Regions from separate parts of the Mus musculus genome. Here region 2 is linked to region 1. Evidence: chromatin contacts called from public Hi-C data. All regions are on one chromosome and are shown on one strand. The core of a region is the stretch at or near the end of the contact, and the rest is flanking DNA. Distances in the headings are between cores, read along the strand shown.

Region 1 (5,892 bases), core at 1,874-4,373:
AAATCCAGGTCTAGATTTTCGGTTGTGTTGGGGTGCCCAGGACTAGGTGGGGTGGGAGTGCTGTGTTCTGATGATGGTGAGTGGTCTTGATTTCTGTTAGTAGGATTCTTACGTTTGCCTTTCACCATCTGGTATTCTCTGGAGCTAGTTGTTATAGTTGTCTCTGGTTATAGCTTGTTTCCACAGGTGATTATGTTAGCCTCTATCAGCAGACCTGGGAGACTAGCTCTATCCTTAGTTTCAGTGCTCAGAGTACTCTCTGCAGGCAAGCTCTCCTCTTGCAGGGAAGGTGCCCAGATATCTGGTGTTTGAACCTACCTCCTGACAGAAGTTGTGTTCCACTTACCATAGGTTTTAAGATCCCGTGGCGGATCCTGTGTGGGTCCAGAGACTCCCCGGGCCAGGGACCCTGGTGCTGCAGTGGGCAGGAAGGGACTTGTGCCCTGGATCAGGCCGGGTTATCTGCTTCCTTAATTAATGCAGTCTCGGGTCCTGCACGATTGGATTGGAGCAGGTGCTGTGTTCCACTCACCAGAGGTCTTAGGATCCCGTGGCGGATCCTGTGTGAGTCCTTGCGGGTGTCCGGAGACTCCCCGGTCCAGGGACCCCGGTGCTGCAGTGGACCGGAAGGGACTTGTGCCCCGGATCAGGCCGGGTTATCTCGTTTTCCTGTAATTCTTTAAGGGGTTTTTGTGTTTCCTCTTTAAGGTCTTCTACCTGTTTAGCAATGTTTTCCTGTATTTCTTTAAGTGAGTTATTAATGCCCTCTTCAAATCCTCTACCAGCATCATGAGATATGATTTTAAAATACAAATCTTGCTTTTCGGGTGTGTTGGGGTATTCAGGATTGGCTGTGGTAGGTATACTGGGTTGTAGTGATGCCGAATGGTCTTGGTTTCCATTAGTAAGATTCTTATGTTTTCCTTTAGCTATCTGGTAATCTCTGGTGTTAGATTGTACTAGCTAGTTTTGTGTCAACTTGACACAGCTGGAGTTATTACAGAGAAAGAAGCTTCAGTTGAGGAAATGCCTCCATGAGATCCAACTAACTGTAAGGCATTTTCTCAATTAGTGATCAAGGGGGAAAGGCCCCTTGTGGGTGGGACCATCTCTGGGCTGGTCCTTCTTGGTTCTATAAGAGAGCAGTCTAAGCAAGCCAGGGGAGTAAGCCAGTAAAGAACATCCCTCCATGGCCTCTGCATCAGCTCCTGCTTCCTGACCTGCCTGAGTTCCACTCCTGACTTCCTTTAATGATGAACAGCAATTTGGAAATGTAAGCTGAATAAACCCTTTCCTCCCCAACTTGCTTCTTGGTCATGATGTTTGTACAGGAAAAGAAACCCTGTCTAAGACATAGATGTTCTAGCTGTCGCTGGCTGTAGCTTGTTCCTCCTGTGATTCTCTTACCCTCTGTCAGGTCTCCTGGGAGTCCAACTCTCTCCTGAGTCCCAGTGGTCAGAGCATTCTCTGCAGGCAAGGGACCCTGTCTAAGAAGCTCTGTTGCTTCTGAGGCCCATGTGCTCTCTCCTGTGTGGACTGGTCTCTGAGAGACCCGGGATAAAAGATGGAGTTCTCACCTGAGTCCCAGGGTCAGAGCCCTCTCTGGAGGCCGACTTTCCTCAGTGATCCTAAGATCCTGGGTGTGCTAGGGCGCCTGCTGCGTGGAGAGTCATCTGGGGACTTGGGACCATCTGCTGATTTTGTGCCCAAGGTGGCGCAGTGCTTGGAAGGAACTTCAGCCACTGGTCAGGCTGCTGGTCAGGCCGCTGGTCAGGTGGGTTTCCTGTGTCCCTGTCCTTGCTGGCCCAAGTCCCTCTGGGTTGTTTTGGAATAGATGTTACGTTCCACTCACCAGTGATCCCAAGATCCTGGGTAAGCTAAAAAATAACCCCTGCATTTCTGAGCGAAGTGACTGGTGTGCAGCTCCTGCTCCAGAATTGCCTTCTCTCAACAAGCAGCCGTCCTGGTAGTCCACACAACTCAAAATGTCTGCTTACCCTAGAAATACACTTTTAGAACAAGAAGATATTTCATTCCTTGAGTTTCTGGGTGAAGAAATCATAGCCTAGAGAAGTTTAAAGACTTGTTCAAAAACAAAGATCTTACAAGAGGCAGGCTGGAACTACTCTGTGATACCCAGCTGCTTTTGAATGGGCCACATTGCTGCACATGTAGTCCTCCTAATGCTTAGCTGAAAGATTTTAGAAGACATATATGAGTCTTTTCATCTCCTCCACAGGCATACGAACAGTGATCGCTAGCAGTAACCTATGTGCATCCACAGGCATATGGACAGTGATGGCTAAAAATAACCTATGTTCCTCCATAGGCACAAGGACAGTGATGGCTAATGGTAATCTATCTTCTCTATAATAGCTGCACTCCAAGGGAAAACTTCCTGGAACCAGAATGGCAGAGTTGAAAGCCAAGTACACCTTGCTACACGATACAGTGGTGAGGTATGTTCTTTGCCAGCAAGGAGTCACCTTTTATCGTCTCTGTACTTCTTCCTTATAACAAATGGGACCTGTCTTCATTTGTCTTCTCTCTGAAATCTGGGGCAAAGATCAGAGTTCAGGTGGTTTTAGAAATCACTAAAGAAGAGGTTGTGAATGTGTGAAGAAGGGAGACTGAAAAGGAAGAAACCAGGTGGATGGGGTCATCTGTGGCTCATGTTGTGGGCCCAGTGTCACAGACTTCTGACTAGAGAACAATTACAGCTCTGCTACCAGGAAGTGACAAAGCCAGGGTACTTGTCCACTTGTTTGCACCACTCATTAGGAATTACTCCTGAAGAAAAGAGCTCTTGAACTTTGAGATGACAAACGTGCATTTCTCAGGCAGAGTAGGCGCTGATGTGTGTATGATGACTATTGAAGATACTTTGGACAAGAAGACCCCTCTCCAATTGTCATTCAGAAGTATAGTTCTGTGAGAGCTTAAGTTCAAGTCAGTAGAAGGTCAGAAGATGGGCATCCACAGAATAAGCCATCAGCTTTGCCCAGAGCCTACTACTTGCCACTGGGTATTGAAGCTATTTCTCTTTAGTGACAAGCTATCAGTGCAGGACCAAAACTATGTAGTGACATCTTCTGCTTCCAGCTTGTGTTGTGAAATAGCTACTTCCCCTCTGCTGCTCACAGTTTACCTCCTCCAGAGCCTTTACTTCCTTCTCTACCTATTACAAAACCCACCACTCTCTCTCAAGCCCATTGGAAAAGCACAGTGAAGCAGACACTATGTTTTTGTGGCTAGGGCTGCAGGCAGGCAGATATGGGTTGGAAGTACTGAACCCACATCGACTGAGCTTTCCACAAGACTACATTAGAAGTTAAGTTCTCTCCTCCTGACACTGTATGTCACACGAGTATATGTGTAAACTACCACCTATGTTCTGACTGGAAGCTCACTTCTGTGTTGCCCTCCTCTCCATGTGGAAGAACTCTAGGGCCTGGAGACCTGTCATTGTAAGGAGCCCAGGTTATGCCAGATGAACACAATGTTAACATACAAGAGCACCGAAGCGTAAGAGAACAGCTCCCATTTCCATTCCCGGAAATTGGAGGAGTTTTCACCAGTATTGCTCTGCTTGCTCTCTGGCACCTACCATAGTTCCTGGAACATATGAGGCTCCGATAAATGTTTGGCTGGATGCCACTAAACACATGACACAGTAAAGCGTGAGAAAATAGGGTAAGGGAAGCCTGTTACCTCAGCTAAGACAGCCTCAATCCTGTTTTAGGACATCTTTGCAAATAAGCTGAAACCTAGAGATTTTTCTTGGTAAGAACATTTAATAGAATACACACATAGAAGTAGGTGTTAGCTTTAAAATAAAATAGCAAAGGCCTGCCTATGGCTGCTGGGTAGGGGATCACTAATGTGAGGGTGTCTGAGACAGATAGGCCATGTAGACTATAAGTTGGGTGCCAGTACTAGTTTGTAACATGCAAGACTTCTGGAATATTCTTGGGATCAGTCAAGTATAACTTTTCTTATCTATCCAGATCTGCAGCCACTTCTTTAAACCGGGACAAGGTCACAGAATACAGCTGGGTTTTTAGGAACTCTCTTTTCTGTGATAGTCAAGACTATTTTTAGCCAAGCATCAGGGCAGGATTAAAAGCTGATTAATGTGCATAATTTTATAGGGGAATTTTTCCTAGTTTCCCACTAATGGCTGTTAAAAAGAGTGCTTAATGTCTTAGATCTGTAATGAAAAAAGATCTTGGTTCAGTCTTACTTAGAGAATTAAAAGCACAAAAAAAAAAAAAAGGAAAAAGAAAAGAAAAGGAAAGAAAAAAGAAAAGAAAAGAATTTCTGGGTTATTTGAGGGGCCCATTACTTTTTTTTTTCCCCTTCCTTGGGAGCCCTGGTCTTTCTTCAAAGTCAGAGGGAATATCCTTTGGATTACTTGCCTCTACTCTGCTTCTGCTTGCCCCTACTCTGGATCTAGGGACCTCTGGAGGAACTTATGAGGGGACACTGCAGCTGACTGTGTACCTCTCCCAGCTAGAGGGTGGGTGACTCAGGCTAGTCGCTGAGCCTTGTTCTTGCCAGTGCTGAGACTTAGTATGACTGATCAAACTGAATCCAGGAGTAGGAACATCTGTGACATGTTCCCATCCTACCCCCAAATCCTCTCAGGAATACGGGGCGGGGGGAAGGAGGGGTGTCCTGAAGGTACACACGTCCCCCCTATCAATATCTCAATGTCTTTGAAACCCAGCACGCAGGAGTCTGAGGTGCAGCTACTGGAGAACGCCAAGCGCTTCACGGAGCAGATCCAGCAGCAGCAGGTCTGTCTGCAGCAGGCCGAAGACTTCCCCAACGTCTTCACCACTGAGGTCTGCAAACTTCGGGAGCAGCTGCTCAAGTACCAAAATGAATACACGGCAGCGCAAGAAAGGGAGTACAATATTCAGTACAGGCTGACTAGGTGAGTCCCCGGGCGCCCTGGAGACAGCTTCACTGTCCCATAGTCTGTGCAGGCTGACTAGGTGAGCCCCCGGGGCCGCCCTGGAGACAGCTCCACTGTCCCACAGTCTGTGCAGGCTGACTAGGTGAGGTCTCTACTTGTTGGAGACAGGCTGTTTCCACATGACAAGTTAATTTGGGAGAGGGTTTAGGTATAAGAAGTCTGAGCTAACAATTACAAGCCCGGTTACATTTCCCCTTGGCTCCCTTCACTAAAAGATCACACAAGAGCTGGGCAAAGAACTCTGGAAACTGAAATCCCTTCCATGTTTGGAGCTTTGGAAACTGCTGGGAGGTGGGAGGTGGGGGGAGGGAGGAACAGAGCGGCCTCTTTGCTCTCCTGCCCTTCCTCTTTTGTCCCTCTCTTTTCCTGTCTCCTGGATAGCTGTGGCTCCTGACATCATGTTGCTAGGCACCCAGGTCACATCCCTTCACTTTATCTTCTAACACAGCAGCCACAGGACCCTGTAAGTTAACTTTTGTCCCTTCTTACTAAAGAAAAGTGACATCCTCATGGAAGAGTCATTTGCTTATACAGACCTAGAGGGGACTCACTCAGTGAAGCAAAGCAGGTGCCAGTGGGAGAGTGAACCTGTTTCCCAAATACCCCCTGCTTCCATGGAAGTTCAGCTTGCACCTCTGCATGGTGACTGGAATTTTGAGCTGTGATGTGCCAGTGCTGTGCCTGGGTGCTGGGAAGAAAGTTGAACCTGCCCTCCTAGAGTCTGTTTCTATTTAAGGTGGAGAGCTTTGGCTATTTTTAACAGTATGTAGAATTCAGACACTACAACATAACTCAGCCCTGCATGGAGACAGCAAATGCCTGAGTGGCTTCCAGGCAACCATGCGAACCCCCGGACCTTGAGATTTTTCCTTCTGGCTTATTTTTTTCAACTGAGAGATAGATAAAGGAAG
Region 2 (5,892 bases), core at 2,192-4,691, 230 kb before region 1:
CATAAACACCACATTCTTGACCTCCCTGATCTCCCAAGCCTTGGCAACAGCCCCCTCATCCTCCCAAGCCACGGCAACAGCCTCCTCATCCTCCCAAGCCATGGCAACAGCCCCCTTATCCTCCCAAGCCATGGCAACAGCCTCCTCATCCTCAGGAGACCATGGCAACAGCCTCCTCATCCTCCCAAGCCATGGCAACAGCCTCCTCATCCTCCCAAGCCATGGCAACAGCCTCCTCATCCTCCCAAGCCATGGCAACAGCCTCCTCATCCTCCCAAGTCATGGCAACAGCCTCCTCATCCTCAGGAGACCATGGCAACAGCCCCCTTATCCTCCCAAGCCATGGCAACAGCCCCTTCATCCTCAGGAGAAACACTCCAAGTGGATGCCTGCAACCACAGACAGCACCAAGCCCTGTGCCTGTGGCAATGTTTTCTTTGTGAAGTAGATGCAGTAAGGGATCAACAACAAAATCATACAGGAAAACAGCAGTTACAAGCTTGCTTTAATAAGTTGCTTACCAGTGGCTTATTTCTAGAATGTTCTACTTTAATATTTTCAGTTCTTGGCTGACAAGATATGAACTGAAACCAAAGTGCGTGTATGGGGGACTAATGTAGGTAAAGGAGGACGCCATATCTTTTTGTTTTGTTTTGTTTTTTCAAGACAGGGTTTCTCTGTGTAGCCCTGGCTGTCCTGGAACTCACTCTGTAGACCAGGCTGGCCTCGAACTCAGAAATCCGCCTGCCTCTGCCTCCCACGTGCTAGGACTAAAGACGTGCACCACCACCGCTTGGCGGGGATGCCATATCTTACTTTTTCTTTCTTAGATGTTAAAATTCATGCATGACTTGATAACTTTTCACCCACTTAACTCCTGAGGTAGAGTTTACCATTCCCAAAATTCCTGCTTCCGCACGAACCAGATTTTCAAAAAGAACAAGCTAGGAACAGCAACATGAAGAGGAGAGCCGGGGTTATGTCCTCAGAGGTAACAGGAAACCAAGGCTCACCTTGATTTTGCTTCTATTATTTATTTTCTATCTTTAAATCATGCTTTTCAAAAAAGTAATCAGTTCTACATTATATTTTACTGTGAGACTTGCCCTTTAGTCTTTAGCAAGAAGTTTTGGTTTTAATGACAGCAGTTTTAGCCTAGAGTGGGAAACAGACTTGTTTTCATGTAGCAACAATAAATGGCCTGACTGACATCTGCAGAGCTGGGTGGCCCCAAGGGCTTTCTGAGGAAGCAGAGATTCTTAGAACCAGGAACTGTAAAACACATTTATGAAAGGTGGCATTCATTATCCACACTGCTGCTTTTGGTATAAAATGGTTGAATTGTGAATATATCTTAATAAAATTGTAATGAAATATTAAGAATAACGACTTGGTATTTATGGTTTCTTAGTCCCAGGAATATTTACAATGTAGTGACTTGCACTTAGCTTTTTGTTCTTCCTCTTAATAGCCCAGATTGCATGGCCTTTGTACATACGTGTGTATGTGTGTTCATGTGTGTGTGCATCTTCTGAATGTTTCTATACATGATTGTGAAGGCTGGAAGTCAACCTCAGCTGTTCTTCCTCAGGAAATGCCACATTTTTTTGTTTTGAGACAGGGTCTTTTACTAGGACCTGGGCTTGCTGATTAGGCTAGGCTGGCTGGACAGTGAGCCCCTGGGCTCTTCCTGTTTCTGCTTCCCCAGAGCTGGGATTATAGGCATGTGCGATCATACCCAGCTTTCTACATGGCTACCAAGGATTGAACTCGGCACCTTATGCCTCCATGGCACTTTCGTGACTGAACTATGTTCCAACCCCTGTGTCTAATGGGATGGTATTGGAGTTCATTTCTAGATTCCCTAGTACAACCTCTTGAGTCAAACTTCCTTAAATTTCCTTCCCCTTCTTGATGGGCCCTTCCTATCTATGTGCTCCTGATCTAGGCATTCTTAACAAAATTAAATGAAGAGAACTGTATATGTTCCATTATTAACCTCATTTTACAGATGTGGAAATGGGGGCACAAAGAAGTTAGGTCATTTGCCAGAAGTAACATCATCACAATTTAAACATGCTAACCCAGCCCTTAATCTGTCTATGTTGGCCTTCTGTTTGATCTGCTATCTACCTGCCTAGAACCCCCATGTATAACATACACATATATAGGGCAGGAAGAGGCCACAGGTGCAGTCAGTCAGTCAAGGCCAGGGTCCTGTAGGGTGTCCCAGTCAGCAGAGCTGGCACCCCTTCAGTTCTAGAAAGCCTAGATCAGAACCTGCCTACTGGACCAGACTTGAGGATAGATGACAGAAAAACCATGTAAAACAAGTTGAAAGTGGGTTAGCCGCAAATCGACGGGTAGAAAAGATGTTTGTAAAAATACTCTGAAGCCCACTTTAAGCAATGGGTTTGTGGGCGCTAGAAAAAGACAACTTTGAAGTTGTCAGCAAACTCCTGAGTGGAAATAGCATCCACAAGTAGCAGGAAATGCAAACCTAAGAGTTTTCCTAGCATGACCTAGAAACAAACAGGAAACTTCATTGGTTGTAGTGGAGAGAAAAAAATTTTTTTCTTGCTTAAATTTGAATGAGTTATAAAGTTGATGCAAGCTATGTGCCCCCGATAGAGAATAGACAGACAAGTACATATCTCCTCACATCAAAATGACACTTTGTCAATGTCTTCATTTCTAGACCACATGCCATGTGGCATCCAGAGCTCACATTTACCATGAATCGAAATGTTTGGAGGTAGGGGAGGGAGAAGGCTTGAGATAGGATCTGGCTTTCAACTTGCTGTGACTTGAACAAGGAAGGCCTTGAACAACTAACTGATCCCCTGTGTCCACCTCTGAGTTGGCAATTGTGGACCTCATTCTTGACCACAGCTCTTATGAGCTCTGCTTCTCCGACAACCGAACCTTACTATGAGGAGGAAGTTGAGACATTTTCCTCACATCATTTTCCCATTTAGTAGGATTTTGGTTGTCAACAGCCTCAGAAATAATTTGAAGACTAGGTAGTAGTTAAAGAGACACACATAAGCTTGTTTATCAGAAAGTAAAATTTCTTAATTATTATTGAAATCAGCGGCAAGTTGACTTCAGAAGCAGCTGGAGCCAATTTTCCTATATAATTTTTCCTAGCTTTCAAAGTCAAATTAGTAAATTATCGTGGTAAATGTGAAGTTAAAATTGGTTTTAGAACTCATACTTCCATGTGTTCCTGGCAAATCCTGTCACCTCAATATGGCATAAATGTGCCTTTCAACCAATCCCACACTTACTCCCTTTGAAAGGCTGAGTTGTGTTGGCAAAGGGCCCATTGTTCCATGAATAAAGCTATTATTTTTTTTTTCTTGCTGTCAGATGTTTAAGGCAAAAATAGTGATCTTTGAGGTCTGTGTGGTTGAGTTGGCACCAGTGAGTCCCCTGCACACATCTGAGTCACTGCTAGTCCGTTGGGAAAGGCTGAGTTCCCTCATTGGAAGGGTCCATACTGCAAGTCCCCTGCTTGCATTCCCTGTGTGGTACCCTTGCATAGCGCTCAAGGGGAGGACCTGATATTGGGAGGACGCACACAGAAGGCACGAGTGAATGCTTGGTATAGTGGACATACCCAGTCTTGAAGGAAAAGATAGCATTACATGGTGGCCTGTGGCTTGAACTGTGAATTACTACTGCCCATGTGACCTCCTAGGGACAGCGTCTCTACAGTGAGCTTTATCATTTATGAAAGCACTGTTTAGGAATGGGAGCAGTTAACAGTGGCTTTTCTTCACTAATGTCACTGCTAGTCGCCGCGCCCCACCCCCACCCCATCCCCTTGATGGCACACTTTAGGTTTCCTGAAACTCTGTTTTCTGATACACACACACACACACACACACACACACACACATATAACATATATATATATACATATATGTATATATGTATATATATATATATATATATGTATATATATATATATATGTATGTATATATTCCATCAAAAACATTGGTACTCCATCAACAGGGGCCTACAGATGAACATTACTGACCACTTGTTTTTGTTTGTTTGTTTTTGTTTTTTTGAGGCAGGGTTTCTCTGTGTAGCTCTGGCTGTCCTGAAGCTCACTCTGTAGACCAGGCTGGCCTCGAACTCAGAAATCCGCCTACCTCTGCCTCCCAAGTGCTGGGATTAAATGCATGCACCACCACTGTTCGGCGACCATTTGTTATTTGAGTATTTGAGATTGGTTGCCATTTATGGAACAAAATAAAGAAATTAGAATAGATTAAGGTTGTCATATTTGAATTCTAGCCATGATTTTCAACTTCTGTGTATTTATTTGTTTTAAAGTTGCTCAAGTTACTGCTTTGAAGGTACAAAGGAAGGCAGCTCAATGCTGACACTAAAAACGAGTTTAGGCAGACTTTTCCTTATAGGAATTAACTTAAAATAGGAATTTATAATAAAACAAAATGAAAATAAATGATGAATAGTATTAGTGGACTTATCTAAACCACAGTGAGGCAGTTTTAGTTAATTGTGAAAAGTCTTAATAAGCCTTCATTATATAGTCCAGAACTAGAGGGTGTTAGAGGTTGTGCCGGAATTGGGGTTGGAGAGAGGGTAGTCACCAGATACAAGGATGAAGATGGACAGGAAAGCAAGGAAGCATAAGTATGGTTGACAACAACTGTACATCTCAAGTAGCTAGGAGAGAGAACGCTGACTTTTCCAACACAAACAATATCTGCCTAAGGTGAGGGATTGATCCATTCCTTTGATCTGGTCACTAAACATCATATTCATTGATTAGAATTAATCACACTGTATCTCATAAACACATAAACTACTGCTGTGTATCAACTAAACATTTTTTAAAAAATGAAAATACAGACCCTGAATTTTACATAGTCACTAGCAATCAGAGGGACTCAAGTTGTCCTTTAACATATGACTCGGTGTTACATACTGCTAGTCCTTTGGGAAAGGCTGAGTTCCCTCATTGGAAGGAGCTCTCTTCCTCATCCGGGTCCCCTGCAGTTTTGCAACAGAGAGGATTAATTTGAGGGGTATTTTTAGAAGATTATATTTAGGCAACAACAAGTTGCAAAAGGGGAAGCAATAAAATATGTTTTATAGCCAATGTTAGCCAAGAGCAGAGGAGAAATGTTTTATAGGACAAGAGACAAAATAGGAACTGTGCTCATTGGAGGCTGTAGAGGAGCTGGTGGCCCAAGACTAAGGAGCAAGCAGAAAGGGAATGCTCTGTATTTAACTCTCATACCACCTCTTTCTTTATAGGGTCTTTCTATATAGCCCTGGCTGTCCTGAGCTCACGATGTAGTCCAGGATAGCCCTCAAACTCACAGATATCTACCTGCCTCTGCCCATAGAATGTTCTTACCTCTCAGAGCAGTGTTTGTCGTCTTGCTATGAAGTCTTACCCATCTTTTATGGAGATAGTATCCTTCTCAGATAACTTGTGAGTCCAGTCCTCTGTACTTTACTCTCTGACACCCAGTGCAGCAAGTGCATATTCCACTAAGCTTGAAGACAGAACCTCAGTAACAGGAAGTATTCTAGCCCAGGGTTTAGTTTGTAGTCTAAGCAATCCAAACAAAAGCTTAGAAAACATCCCGGAGGATGTCTGCGCTTTAGCATAAATCCTAAATTCTCATTATAATGCTATCAAGGACATTCCTCCCTACCTTGCTGTGGTAAAACTACACCTGCTGAGTCTTCTAGAATTCTCCAGTGCTTTCTAGAATTTTCCAATGCCTTCTCATGTGGTAGTAGCTTGCCTGCATATGGTCAGATTAATTCTGGAAGATTGCAAGTGCTGGCTTGGTTAATGAAGGTTCCTGTCCTTGTTTGACTGATGGGATTTCCTGAGC

Evidence for each region. A called contact is a pair of places that touch in the nucleus more often than the background predicts.
Region 2: a contact with region 1 is called in a Hi-C map of bone marrow-derived macrophages, with 21 read pairs. The contact joins two enhancer-like sites. A contact is called at or near these places in 1 of 484 Hi-C or Micro-C datasets (bone marrow-derived macrophages), 1 of 115 datasets of contacts at active chromatin or transcription factors (large pre-B cells) and 4 of 9 other capture datasets (adipose tissue, embryonic stem cells, liver and 1 more).

What each region holds. Positions count from the first base shown.
Region 1 is chr5:21,329,587-21,335,478 of GRCm38.p6, reverse strand. It overlaps Ccdc146 (coiled-coil domain containing 146), which reads left to right. Exons shown (of 19, transcript NM_029195.1): 3 at 2,377-2,459; 4 at 4,730-4,939. Among named protein-coding and RNA genes, the nearest start is that of Fgl2, 40 kb to the left of the region's middle. RefSeq lists an enhancer at 4,368-5,892. Within about 2 kb of position 3,123, at least 50 of the 459 cell types and tissues checked have an H3K27ac peak or open chromatin away from gene starts, as enhancers often do. A contact at or near this core is called in adipose tissue and bone marrow-derived macrophages, where this site is marked.
Region 2 is chr5:21,563,345-21,569,236 of GRCm38.p6, reverse strand. All of the region lies in intron 9 of Fbxl13 (F-box and leucine-rich repeat protein 13), which reads left to right. The region is part of intron 2 of Lrrc17 (leucine rich repeat containing 17); the gene reads right to left. Among named protein-coding and RNA genes, the nearest start is that of Lrrc17, 23 kb to the right of the region's middle. Within about 2 kb of position 3,441, at least 46 of the 459 cell types and tissues checked have an H3K27ac peak or open chromatin away from gene starts, as enhancers often do. A contact at or near this core is called in adipose tissue and bone marrow-derived macrophages, where this site is marked.